Regions from separate parts of the Mus musculus genome. Here regions 1 and 2 are each linked to region 3. Evidence: chromatin contacts called from public promoter capture Hi-C data. All regions are on one chromosome and are shown on one strand. Each heading gives the region's core, a stretch centred on a gene start, on an enhancer-like site or on the middle of the called end of the contact. The rest is flanking DNA. Distances are from core to core; before and after follow the strand shown. Region 1 holds the start of Heg1 (heart development protein with EGF-like domains 1). Region 2 holds the start of Slc49a4 (solute carrier family 49 member 4). Region 3 holds the start of Ccdc14 (coiled-coil domain containing 14).

What was found. Promoter capture Hi-C pulls out the DNA fragments that hold promoters and counts their contacts.
Region 1: a promoter capture Hi-C map of liver shows a contact between it and region 3, with 4 times the contacts expected there. The contact joins the promoter of Heg1 here to the promoter of Ccdc14 in region 3.
Region 2: a contact with region 3 is called in a promoter capture Hi-C map of the C10 cell line, with 3 times the contacts expected there. The contact joins the promoter of Slc49a4 here to the promoter of Ccdc14 in region 3. A contact is called at or near these places in 1 of 39 promoter capture datasets (the C10 cell line) and 1 of 9 other capture datasets (adipose tissue).

The regions. Positions count from the first base shown.
Region 1 is chr16:33,682,199-33,686,687 of GRCm38.p6, reverse strand. It overlaps Heg1 (heart development protein with EGF-like domains 1), which reads right to left and starts at 2,222. Exons shown (of 15, transcript NM_175256.5): 1 at 1,833-2,222. The coding sequence starts at 2,076.
Region 2 is chr16:35,766,690-35,770,988 of GRCm38.p6, reverse strand. Slc49a4 (solute carrier family 49 member 4) reads left to right here and starts at 1,619. Exons shown (of 9, transcript NM_153550.4): 1 at 1,619-2,090. The coding sequence starts at 1,748. It overlaps Hspbap1 (Hspb associated protein 1), which reads right to left and starts at 603. Exons shown (of 8, transcript NM_175111.3): 1 at 450-603. The coding sequence starts at 513.
Region 3 is chr16:34,689,019-34,693,269 of GRCm38.p6, reverse strand. It overlaps Ccdc14 (coiled-coil domain containing 14), which reads right to left and starts at 2,654. Exons shown (of 13, transcript NM_172824.3): 1 at 2,439-2,654. The coding sequence starts at 2,612. It overlaps Gm35150 (a long non-coding RNA gene), which reads left to right and starts at 2,564. Exons shown (of 4, transcript XR_876043.1): 1 at 2,564-2,632.

The DNA.
Region 1 (4,489 bases), core at 973-3,472, 1.0 Mb after region 3:
CACTAACAGAAACCTGAGAGGCAGTGCTTAGATCTTCGGCCACACTGATAACTTCTCGAAGGTTTCAACAGGTCATAGAGTGCACCTCTTCTAACTTTACCTTTTAAACACCCCTGCCCCAGACTGGGCCTTAGAGCAATAGAGATCAGGAAACCTTAAAAGAAAGTCTGGATTATTCTTGTTCCTTCCTGGGTTCTTCCTTTGCCTCTATCCTGCTTTTCCCCAAACGAACAGAACAGAGCAGTTCTAGCACCATGGCTGTGAAGGCCCGGCTCTCATAAGGCCCCTATTCTTACCTTATCTCCCCTAACTCAGGTGCTACTATAGCCTGATGCTACACTCACACCTGTGTGAGCCTGGAACAGGCTCTGCCATTGGAAGGAGATTCCTGTGCCAGCCTCAAGCTGGAGCCCAGCATCCCTGCTCCCTTCATAGCCCCTCACAAGATGGAGCCTTCAGCCTGAGTACCAGTTAGTGGCACCTGCCTTGGGTTCCCAGGTGGCCATCTGAGTTATCAGTTCCTTACACACAACTGTATCTAGAACAGTAAATGTCTTCAAAGTTCTCAATTCCTTTCTCTGAAAATCAGTCATCAAGATTATGGAAGTTGGGGCTGCACAGCATGTCTGTAAAGACCTTCAGCACAGCTTTCCCTCCCTTTATTCACCCTTCCTCAGTTTCCCTGTCTTGGACCAGTGACTCAGAAGTTCACAAGGCTAAGGCAGTCTGCGGAGGGGAGATTATGGTTCAAATGAGGCTTTATGAGGGTAGAAAAGTTTCTCTTATTCAATTCTAGGAAGTAGTACCTCTATGTTCTAAGGATGAGCAAGTTGGGAGAAAGTTTGTAAAACATGTAAGATGGACAGACAGACAGACAGACAGACAAGAAGTGGAAACTGGACAAAATCTTGGCAGTCCCAGTGTGGCAACAACAGAGCCCGATGTGTGCCCTCTGCCTCTTACGGGAGGACAAATGGCTAACATCACCTAGGCTGGTTTGGTTCACAGCACTTTCTACTATTTTTACTTTCATTTTGTCACCTCTTGTCACTTGGAGGCAGGGAGGAATGGGGCCCCTCCATTCCACAGATGGGGAAACTGAGAGCCAAAGATGAGACACAGCCAAGGTCGTGTGGGGGTTACATTAGAATCCCACCCAGGCCGTGGCATTTTCTTCCAACAGAAAAAGGAACTAGAAACAAAGGAGGCAGGCACAGGAGCTGAGTCCCCATTCTGTGACCAGGACAGGCAGTGCCTGCCTGCACAGCAAGCAGCTGGCTGGGGGAGGAAAGGGCCCAGGACAGTCCAGAGCCAGTCAGTGGCTTCCAGGGGTTTGACCTTGCAGCGCCCCCAGCCCCATCCCAAGTAACCCTGCTCCTAAGGTTAACTGGGTAGCTTTGTTTTAAAGCGCACTCTTTGTCCTTTATGAAGTCCTAAGTACTAGAAGCATTCCAAACTCCGAAATCCGTTATTTACTTATACTGGAAAGTCAGGCTTTAGACCAGGAGAGACCAGTTCTAAATCTGGGGGTTGGGGGCTGAAACCGAGGGACAACAGCCAGAAGTTACCACTCCCCACGAGGTGAGAGGCTCTTTGGGGTCTTCGTTTTGTAAAAGTGAGAAGGGTGTGGGCTAATCCAGGAGAGAGTTTTCTTCCAAAGCACAGGGAGGGAATGCATGTGAACATTTTATATTCCAGTGGCCAGGGACAGCGTTTCTCCGTCCTGGGCCACCCTCAGGGTTCCACCCACGAGGGTCCACGGAGCCTCGGCCGGGATGGGGCAGCCGCGAAGCGCCCACGCCCCCTGACCCTCGCTGGAGACTCTCACTCACCCGCGCTCACGCCTCTGGGGACACGGCCGGAACGTCCCCGCCGGGTCGCGACGCCGGGTCCGGGGGCCGTATGTCCGGCGCCAGGCGGCGAAAGCGGTCCCGCGACCGGGAGGAGTGTTCGATGGGCCGGGGAGGGAAGGGAGCCCCGCGCCCCGGGGGCAGCGGGCGGCAGCAGCAGCAGCGGTAGCAGCAGCAGCAGCAGCAGCGACGGTGGCGGCCACCGCGGGGCGCGCGGCGTGGCCATGGTGGCGGCGGCCGCCCGCGCTCACATGCCGGGCGCCGGGCCGAGGGCGGCGGCGAGCGGAGCGGGGTGCGAGCGCGCTCTCAGCCGCAAAAGTTGTGGGAGCCGCGGGAGGGCGGAGGCAGCCCTGGTGCTGCCACACGCCAATCAGCCCGGGCGGGTCGCGGGGCGGGCGGCTCCTCCTCGGTTGACATCACCCGCCCCGCGCGGGGGCCCGGGGGCGGGGAGAGGGCAGGAAGAGGGCGGGGGCGGTCTCGGTCTCCCGGGTGAGTTCACGGAACCCCCGGGTGAACTCATGGAGCCCCCTGCGACTTTTGTTACAGGGCCCACACCCTGGAGTATCGCTTTGGCTTTTGGAGAAATGAAATTGGGGTGGGGGGCACTTTCCCAGTTCCTTAGCCACACAGTAGGTCTGTGAAAAGTAGATTCTGGCGGTGTAATTGACATCAGGTGAGTGAGTATACAGAGAGCTTTCAAAAGACAGAGAAGTGAATCCTAGACCCTGTTCCATACGTGGACCTGCATTGCCCTTAAGGATCTGAAGAGGCCCCAACCCACTGCCGCCCTTTTGGGTCCCCAGAATTGGTGAGAAGATTTGCTTTAGCCAGGGCGGGAACCCTCATCTTCTTGAAGGCTCAGAAGCCTGATTTCCTTCCCACGCTATCTTTGGCTTACACCATAGTTCTTCAAAGATGTCACTGCTGAGACACCCAAAGAGGCCAGAGGGAAGAGAAAACTGAACCGAGTCTGGGGCAAGGGAAAACCCATAGCCAGGAAAAGGACAGCAATTTGCAAATTAAACATAAAAAAAAAAAAAAAAAAAAAAGCAGCCCACACAGAAGTTAAAAAGAAACCTTTAGGGGAGATGTTCCAAGACAGAGTGTCAATAAATTTGCTTGGTAAGTAAAATTCTGTGTGTGTCCCTATTCCCTCCCTTCCTAGGAGACAAATGATACAATGTCCAGATTTTAAGACCCAAATCTCTTTTCTTTGTAAGTAAAGAATGAGCAGCTCAAAATAGGGGGAAATAACTTGCTTAAGAGTTGCTAAGAGAACCAACAACTAAAGGATTTCTCATTGAATGACCATGTGGCTTCGTGCTTACCTCATAGCTTAGAGTTGTCAATAATTCAGACAATATCTCATCCAAACTGAAAACCACAGATCCCTTGGGATGCTCTCAGATGTGCTAGGGTTCTTTGTCTGTTTACCAAATGTTCAGGAGACAGGCTTGTCTCTTTCCCCATGTCTCTGCCTCTCTCTGTCTCCAAGCCTCCATGACCCGCCTCCAGGGGAACGATCAGATCATAACGTCCAGCGCATCGGTAGATGGGCCTAGACCCATTTTCTGGTGACTCGGTACAAGTGAGTCACTTGGCAGGACACAAAGGATGCTCCGTATAAACAAGTTTACCTTAGACAAATGAGCCAAGAGTGGAGAATTGGTTTGGGTTAGGGTTTATAGAACCACAAATGAAACCTAACTTTTCAGGTCTCACATGAAATGCTCAGTCCTCTTTCTTTCTCAAACAACAACAATCCAAGCATGGCCCCACCTCCTGACACAGCTCCCCTGTTAACAAGCAGGACTACACAGCAGCCCAGTCCCATCTGGCTAAGCTCAGTACACTGTGCTCTGAGGTTCTGGTCACCATAGCTTCCTCCCTTGAACAGAAAGGAGGACTAGTTAAAGGCCAGGACATGCTTTCAGGCAAACAGGAAGGCTTAAGGGTTTAAAGGCCTGTCTGGGCTTCTCGTGTGTATTCAGAAAGCTCGCTTGGGAATCTTGCCTTTGCCTCCGGTGCCCAAGGGCATCACACCTGCCTCCTGCCCCTCCCTTTAAGTATCACAGATCTGTCTTTCTACCTTCTACCTGAACTTCCAGAGGAACTGCCAGCCTAACTGGTGGATGAAGGGCTGCAAAGATGTTGCTGGGTCTTAATACCTTTCCATCTCCTAGGACAAAGCAAGAGGGATTATCAGGGAGGCTATACTTGCGTCAGGAACTTGCAAACAGCTGCCAGCTTGCTCCTAGAATCTTTTTTCCCTGATTTCTTTAACTGTGACCTAGTCCTTAATTATTTCATCTATAAAACACATTGTCCTAGATGATTGATAAGAAGTGTTCTATCCCAGTGTTTTAAGGTTCAGGGGCAAGGCTATTAAAGCAGGTGCCTTAAGGACACATAAGCCAGGGCCCAGTGAAACCATCAGACTGGAGCACTTTATGGGTGCATCTGAAAGAAAGGTTTGTTGTAAGTATGAAAGAATAACCAGAGGCACTCAGGAAGTCTAAAGTAGCCATGGCTGCCTCTCAGGGACAGAAAGTACAAGAAGAGAATCAGCTCTGGGCAGGGATAGCTCTTGGGAGCAGAGAAAAAAAAGTGGGGAGAGAAGATGAGAGAGTGAAGCAAAA
Region 2 (4,299 bases), core at 370-2,869, 1.1 Mb before region 3:
GCTGTTGAATGGTGGATAAGAGAGGCATAAAATAGGATACAGGACACATTATCAGGAAGATAAATTGGTTTTTTAAAAAATGAGAGAATGATTTGGGACAGGAGAGATGGACTGTCAAGTAAAAACCCCTGGTGCACAAGTCTGGCGAACTCCCCAGAGACCTCCATAAAAAGTTATGGTCGCATACACCTGGAATCCCAACAGAGACAAGAGAATTGCCACAAAATTCCCTCAGAGGCCAGCGATCCTGGAGTCCTCAGAGGAACTTCTTACTCCACAGTGGTACTTGTCCCGATAGATCAGAAAACTGATCCGCACGACGTTAAGAAGCCACATGCTCTAAAAAGTCACTTTCTCCCAGGCCTAACACGCCGCGGGCGAGACTTGGGATGGAGCCGCGCCCATCCGCACCGCTCGGAGGCACTTCGGCGTCCCTGGCTCGCACCTACCTTCCTCCCCCACAGTTCTCTCGCCCAGGGTCGGGGGCGCGATGCCCTCGCAGCCTGCTGCCATGGTTATCGCGCCGAGGATGGAGAGAGCGCCAGGTGAGAGGGCTCACCGGGATCTGCGGCTTCCACACAGGAAGGATCCTCCGCCTCTGCCGGAACCGGCGCCGCCGCGGTCACGTGACGGCGCTGGGCGTGGCCACGCCGGTTTGTTTTGCTCTTTGGAAGCTGAAAGGCGGCGAGCACGTGGGCTGGGCTGTGGCTCCTTTCTTCCACCCTTAGCGTCTGCTGTTTCTCTTCCTTCTCTAGTCGGATCCTCCATCTTCGCCTTGGCTTTCTCTCAGTCGGACTCGCGATTTAGGAGACCCCGGGGCTGGCGTGCCTACTCTTCCACCTTGTTGGTTCCCTTGGCATCAGTGCCATTCCAGCTGGTTTTCGTGACTGCCTGGGAATACGAACCCCTTGAAGGCGTTCCCTGTGACTCATTTGCTGAGCCAGATATGTCAGCAAATGACTAGTTTTCAAGGACACAGGCAGCTGTCAGAGTTCTGGATTTGTGCATTTGAACAAATGAATGTCTATGTCTATGTGGTCAAGAGATGCACAATCTCCAGCTTTTGCCGTTTATTTAGTCTGGCTAACATACCAAGAGAGAGATCTAGGTCACTGTCTTCCAACTTTAACACAATCCATATTATTTACCCGTTTGCATGACAAACAAAATGGGTAGAAAAAACTCTTTATATGTATGAAGGAAAATTGGCTAGTTTATAATCTCACTGGATGCGTAAGACACATACAAAACCAAATGGTCTTCATGAAACAATACCCTGAGACCTTCCTAAACTTCAGTATCCTGCCGTCTATAATTTCTGCAGTTAGAAACCCAATAAAAACAAAAGTAAGCCTAATATAGACCCAAGCATTGGGATAAGTGACCCGAGGTCAGCGAGTTGTTTATTAGGCACGTGATGTAAACTTGGGCACTTCCTCCAAGCAACCCGCGAGTGACTGACTCAGCCTACTTCGCTCCAGTCTCCCAGCCGGCCGCGATCTTCTACCCTTTCCACTCGTAGGGTCCCGGGCTTCTCCCCGGGGCATTCCTGGGTTCCCAGCGAGCAGGGTGGACCCCGCCTCGCCTCCTCCCCTCGGGCTCGGGCGGCGCAGGCGCAGCAGACGCGCCCGGGAGGCCGAGGACTAGAGCAGCTCCGGCTCCGGCTCCCGCTCCACCCGCCCAGTCAGCTCCCGGCTGGTCTGCGGCCACCGGGACGCGTCGGGCAGGGCCGGCGGGCGGCGTCGCCATGGGCTCGGGTTGGAGCAGCGAGGAGGAGGAGCGGCAGCCGCTGCTGGGGCCGGGGCTCGGGCCTGCGCCGGGGGCTGCGCGCAGGGGCCGGGAGGCGACGGCCGTGCTGCCTGCGGCGGGCCCGAACCCCGGGAGGGTGTACGGGCGCCGCTGGCTGGTGCTGCTGCTCTTCTCGCTCCTCGCGTTCGCCCAGGGCCTGGTCTGGAACACCTGGGGCCCCATCCAGAACTCGGCGCGCCAGGCCTATGGCTTCTCCGGATGGGACATCGCGCTCCTGGTCCTCTGGGGGCCCATAGGCTTCCTGCCCTGCTTCGCGTTCATGTGGCTGCTGGACAAGAGAGGTAAGGGGTCCGGGACGCCTGCGGGCGTGTCCCTTCTCTGGGAGTTGGCGCCTGCCAGGATCCGGGCCTGCCTGTGTCTCCCTGGGCTTGGTCTAGGGGTTGTGTGAGGTGACCCAGTGTAGCTGGCATCCCATTCCTTACTCGGGAACCCTCTGTCCCCAAAGCGACAAATACGGAGGATGCTTTCCAAGTATTGATGTTTTGTGTTACGCCCTTTATGCCACAATCATCAGATGTAGAAGGCTTTGTATACTGTGGACATCAGAGCCATCCAGTGCACTTGCTATGAATGTCTTTGACACCTGACAAAAGTGACTCATGCTTAAATTTCAAAGAGATTTGGGGTGCTGAGAGCGAAAGATCAGAAGAGACTGGTGATGACCAGATGTAAGAGGGTAATGAGCTGGCGTGGTGACTCCAGCCCTGGATGACTGTTGGGAAACTCGGGTCTGACGCTTGGGTTTCTGGAAGGTAGAACCCCAGGTAAACCGAGAGCTTCCGCCTGGGTGACTTCTCAGTTGCGATTTATTACTCTCAGATAAAGATCGCAGATGCAGGAAGGCTCTCTTTCAGTTAGGGACTCCAGGCTTCTCACTTTGCCAATTGCCAGTGTGATTCTGTGAGATGAGGAAAAGGCCAGAGTGGAAAGAGTCAAGATGTTGAATTATCCCTCCAGAGGATAAATAAAACCCCCAGGAGGCTGCTGTGCACGATTTAGACTTCTTAGGTTATGAGGTCGGATACTGGTCGGAAACTGCTTTGTTTCTGTTCAGTCTTTTACGAGTTTTGATACAATAGATTCTTTGGGTAGTTTTGGGACATTGCCTTAGTCTACTGGCCCATTGACAAACAGCCATAAGCTTATAAAATGAAGGACATTTATTTATAACCCCTCTGGAAACCGGGAAGTCCAAGATGAAGGGCCAAGCAGAATGCTTATCTGGTGAGCATCGTTCATACAATGCTCATTTCTTTGTAATGTCATAAGGGAAGTGGCCAGGGATCTCTCTGGGGTCTCTCTTATGAGGGCAGTAACCCTATCTGTCCAGCCCTTGCCCTCAAAAATTTGTTTCATCCCCAGTCGGCCACCTCTTAGTTCAGTCACTTAGCTGGGAGTAGGATTTCAACATAGGAATCTGGGTGAACACAAACATTACCTGCAAAGTAAGAGTGGAACATAGGTTGATATGGAGCTGTGATCATCTGGTGCAACACAGTCCTCTAACTACTGCTGTGGCAAGAACAGAATCCAGCTGTGAGGTTCCCTCTCTTCCTGATGGTACGGGAACCCACGTGGAAGAGACAAGAAAACTGATGACTGAATACTTCCATGATCAACTTGAGTACAGGTGCTCAGAAAGGGAGGCTAGAGAGTTCTAAGCACTGAAGAGTAGGATCCAAAAGAAAAGGAAAGGTACTTCGGTATGTTCTACACTAGCACTCAGTCAGGTGCATTCTTGTTATTGTTGTTTTGGTTTGGTTTGGTTTTGGTTTTTGGAGACAGGGTTTCTCTGTGTAGCCCGGACTGTCCTGAAACTCGCTATGTAGACCAGGCTGGCCTTAAACTCAGAAATCCGCCTGCCTCTGCCTCCCAAGTGCTGAGATTAAAGGTGTGCGTCACCACTGCCTGGCACGCTCATTTTTTTTTAAGGAGGTCATTTGGCAAACTGGGATGACATTAGAGTTGGGTGACAACCATGATAATGGGTGTAAAAGTCATGAAACTTAAGATATGAAGCTTCAAAAAACAAAACAACAACAACAACAAAAAAAAACCTGAGGCAGATAGACTGCATGAATATCAGGTAAGAGCGCTGTAGGCTTAGTGTGTATAGTTTTTTTTGTTTTGTTTTGTTTTGTTTTGGTTTTGGTTTTTTGAGACAGGGTTTCTCTGTGTAGCCTTGGCTGTCCTGGAATTCACTTTGTAGGCCAGGGTGGCCTTGAACTCAGAAATCCACCTGCCTCTGCCCCCCCCTCCCCACCCAGTGCTGGGATTAAAGGTGTGCGCCACCACACCCGGCACGTGTGTATAGTTCTAAAAGGAAGGACTCTGGTGTAACTTGGGTGTGAAGACCCTGCTAGTGGGAAGAGGTGTGTAGTAGAGGAAGGGTATGTTGACTGGTGGAGCTCTTTCTTCCAGGAAGAGCTGGCAGAGAATTCTAACAAGCACCTGGTATAGGATAAGGTAGAAGAGACCAATTATTAGATG
Region 3 (4,251 bases), core at 1,405-3,904:
GATCAAAAGAATAAACATTAGGGGATGAGGAAGGAGTGAGTGCAGGTGATGAACATGAGAGACAAAAGAGGATAGAAAGGTAATTGTTCTAATTGTAATGGAGAAGTACATTAGTACACACTCAATAGTGACAGTACGACATCCAGGGTGGAGCACCACAGCTTCAGAATGGCTACTCTACCTGGACAAAAGTTCACTGAGTTCTACAGACCCAGTTCTTTGTATCTGAGTGATTTTCATTTGTGATGTTTTCTCTTAATGAGTTCCTTAATAATAATGTTTATTAAATTTTTGTTTTAAAAAAATTGAATGCTTGGGCTGGAGAGATGACTCAGCAGCTAGAGCACTGGCTGCTCTTCCAGAGGACCTGAGTTCAATCCCAGCACCCACACAGAAGCTAAGCTCACAGCTGTCTACAACCCCAGTTCCAGACGATCTGGCACCCTTGCACAGAAATGCAGGCAGAATACCAATGCACATAAAAATAAATAAATCTTTTTTAAAAGAATATGATGCTCAAATTGTTTCAGAGTCAATCAGGAAGGGAGCTCCTTCTAGTTGGATACTTTAACATTTTTAACCAAATTCCAGAGCTTTGTTAGATCTTTTTTTTTTAAATAGAGAATGTCACAAAAATATTTAACATCTCCTCTATCTTAACAAAATAAAGTATTACCTACAGGTACAATATATCTCACTGACTCCTAGATTTCGTACACTTAAAACTTATACCTATTGAGTAGCAACCCCATGCTCTCTATAGCCACGGCTCTGCTTCTGAATTGGGCTACCTCAGACACACGTATGGGAAAGCAAGCAGCAGCTGTCCTCTAGGAACAGCTGAGTCCACTAAGTCAGTCTCACACATCACACACACTGCTACTGCATACGGCAGACCTCCCTTAAGGCTGAGTAATATTCCATTAGATGTATGTGACCGTAATTTCTTTACCCACTCACTCAGAGATATTTAGGTTGTTTCTATGTCTTAGCTGTTGCGACGAATGCAACAATGCAAGGAATCGCAAACAGCTCTTTAAAATCTTGATTTCAGCTCTTTTGAATAAGTACCAGTAATGAAGCTGGCTGGGTCACCTTAGCTCTACTTTAAGTGGTTTGGGTTTTTTTGAGACTGGATCTCACTGTTATTCAAGTTGGCCTTGAGCTCATGATCCTCCTGCCTCGGGTTCCCAAATACTAGGGCTACACTTGTGCACTGTCGTGCTCGGCTTATTTTCTGAGGAAGCTATACTAGTTATATTCTCACCAGGACTATACAAGAGTACCAATTTCTCAACACCATCACCAATACTTATTTTGTGATAGAAAATATTTTAACTTCCATTTCTTTGATGACTACAGCATATTTCCCTAGACATATTGACAACATGCAACCATTCAAAAAAGGAAGTCTCAAGACAGGGTTTTTTTTTTGGGGGGGAGGGGGGAGTGCAAAATATACATTAGCAAGAAAGACAACATTATAGGTATGTTGTTAAATGGTGGGAAACAAAGTAAAACCCCAAGTCTACTATATGCCAAGTGCTTTCTAAATCTCCAAGACAGAGATGAAATATTCTAGTAGTAGACTAGCACCAGGTCCAACATGAAGTGATTTGTGGAAGATTGCAAGATGCGGAAGGTGGCCTGAAGCACGCCCAACTAGCGGAGATGTGATGGTGTTGGAAAAATATTCTAGAGACGGTTCTTGACATGAGGGCTAGAAGGAAAATAGAATTAACAGGCCCACCATAATTTGAAAAGACGTGGGAGCACGAAAGGTCAGAACGCCCAGGGCACAGCAGGGCTAAAACTAGTTTAGCTCTATTGGACCTGATTGGATGGGGCGGGAACTGCAAAGGATCCAAAATGGCTCTGTTCCAAGCCAAATGTGTATCTTGAAAATGGGTTTCCCTGTCGTACTTGGAGCAGTTACTAGAGAACATCAAGAGTCACGCGTTTGAGAACGGAGGGCGGGTACAGCCACTTACTGGGAGACTCCAACAACAGAGACAGAAGATCAGTTAAGAGAAGCACCGAGAAGCTGAATCCGGGGAGAGGATTAACTCAAGCTAAGATCCTAAGAACTTCTCTGATAGAGATGTTATTAGGCAGTCGGACAAATGACCAAGTCGGGCAAATTACTGGCTTTGTAGAGGCACAATTGCTGGATAACTACGTAATATTGGAAACAACTGCAAAGCACAGAGCGGGAAGGAGGTCACTGCACTGGTGATAAAGGCTGGGCTTCGAACCCGGGGTCTGACACCAAACTGCGCTCTGGAAGACTGGCACGGCCGCCCTGAATAAAGCATTCATCTAGGGACGTCCTCACCACTTCGGGCGCGCCGCAGTTACTATTTTTTTTCTAGCACCTTCCTAAATCCCCCTCGCCTCTCGCCACCCCACAGTGGACTCATCAGGTCCGCAGCCCTCACCTGGCCCGGTCGAGATCCGGACCTGACCATTTCTCTCAGCCTCAGAAGAGCCCAGGCGTAGGGAAACGAATACTTGAGAAAAAAAGAATTAACCGCCGAGATGTCCGGACCTCCCTTGTCCCGCCCCCTGAGCTTCCGCTTCCGGGAAGAAGGCCGCGGACCGCCGGGACTCATAGCCTCCTTGGCGCTAAAAGGTTTTCCTTCGGGTCGGAACCTGGAGCCCTGGGCGTGCGCAACAGACTCCGCGTGCTCCAGCTTGCCACGCCCAGGCGGAGAGTGGGAGAGGCCAACAGACGGCCCGGGGGGCGGGGCGGACGCGGGGGCGGGGCCTGATGTGGGCGGGGCCTTGCGGGAGGGGCGGGGCGAGGAACTCGTTGGCTTTGCAGCATTCTTCAAACTGGTTGAAGTGGGAACCAGGGCCTGCTAGCCCATTGGGTAAAGGACTACCGCTGGATTTCAGAAGCTTTGTGTACTGTTTTAAGTGTATTTGTTCTTGAGAGTCAATAGAAATCTAACCTGAACAGTGTTCAATGGTTTGGCTGTCTACTTTTTCTATCGAGATAATTGCTGTTGATAAAGGATGGCAGTATTTTTTACCACTGATAGCTGCACTAAATAGAGAATGGTGTTTGAGACACTATATTTGGGATTGTTTTAAATCAAGTTGGAGAGAAATTAACCCGGTTGACTCTTCTTTCTATGGTAAGATGGCTACCTTTGTTAAAAAAAAAAAAAAAAAAAAAAAGGGTTGTGTTGATTTTAAAACCCTGGGACCTGTAGAGACTTAGTGGATAAGAGCAACTCTTGCCCTTGCAAAGAACTCAGGTTGGATACCCACAGGTAGTGGGTCACAACCATGTGACTCCAATTTCAGAAGATCTAGTACTCTCTTCTGCCTCCTCAGGCACCAGTTGTACAAGTGGTACTCACATATGCATACGACATTTTAAAGAAGGATATATATGTATACACACGCGCGCGCGCATAATTTTGCTTGGCCTGAAACTTACAATGTAGACCATACTGGTCTGAAATTCACAAAGACCCTCCTGTTTTTGCCTACCTAATGCTGGTGCTAAAGGTGTATGCTATCACACCCTACTTAAATAAACCTTTTTTAAAAAATGAATTTAAATGGGGCTGGAGAGATGGCTTAGTGGTTAAGAGCACTGACTGCTCTTCCAGACATTCTGAGTTCAATTCCCTGCAATCACATGATGGCTCACAACCATCTGTAATAGGATCTGATGCCCTCTTCTGGTGTGTCTGAACAGCTACAGTGTACTCACATATATAAAATAAATAAATAATTCTTTTTAAAAAAATTAGTTAAAATGTAGCTGAATAGGTAGCACATAAGTTAAGAGCACTAGATACAACTGCAGAGGATCTGAGTTCAATTCCTAGCATCAGCTCACAGCTGTCTACAACTTCAGTTCCAGGGAATCCAGTGCGCTTTTCTGGCCTCTGGTCCCCAGCATGTAGTACACAGACATACACACAAGGAAAACATCTATACATGTAAGAATTTAAAAATAAATAAAATAAAAATATATACATTATATAAATAAAATTATATGCATATATATACACATATACATATTCCACAAGTAAAATCTTCCCATCTGTATAGTAAACACTCCAAGTGGAGGGATTTTAGTATTAGTTGTGTTGGCCACAAGGCAGCATGTTCCCCAGGATACTTATGAATGCCACCTAAAACAAATCTTAAATCTTACTTAAAATGATGAGGTGAAGGTTTTGCAATTTATTTTTAGTAGCTCTGTCTTAGTCAGGGTTTCTATTCCTGCAC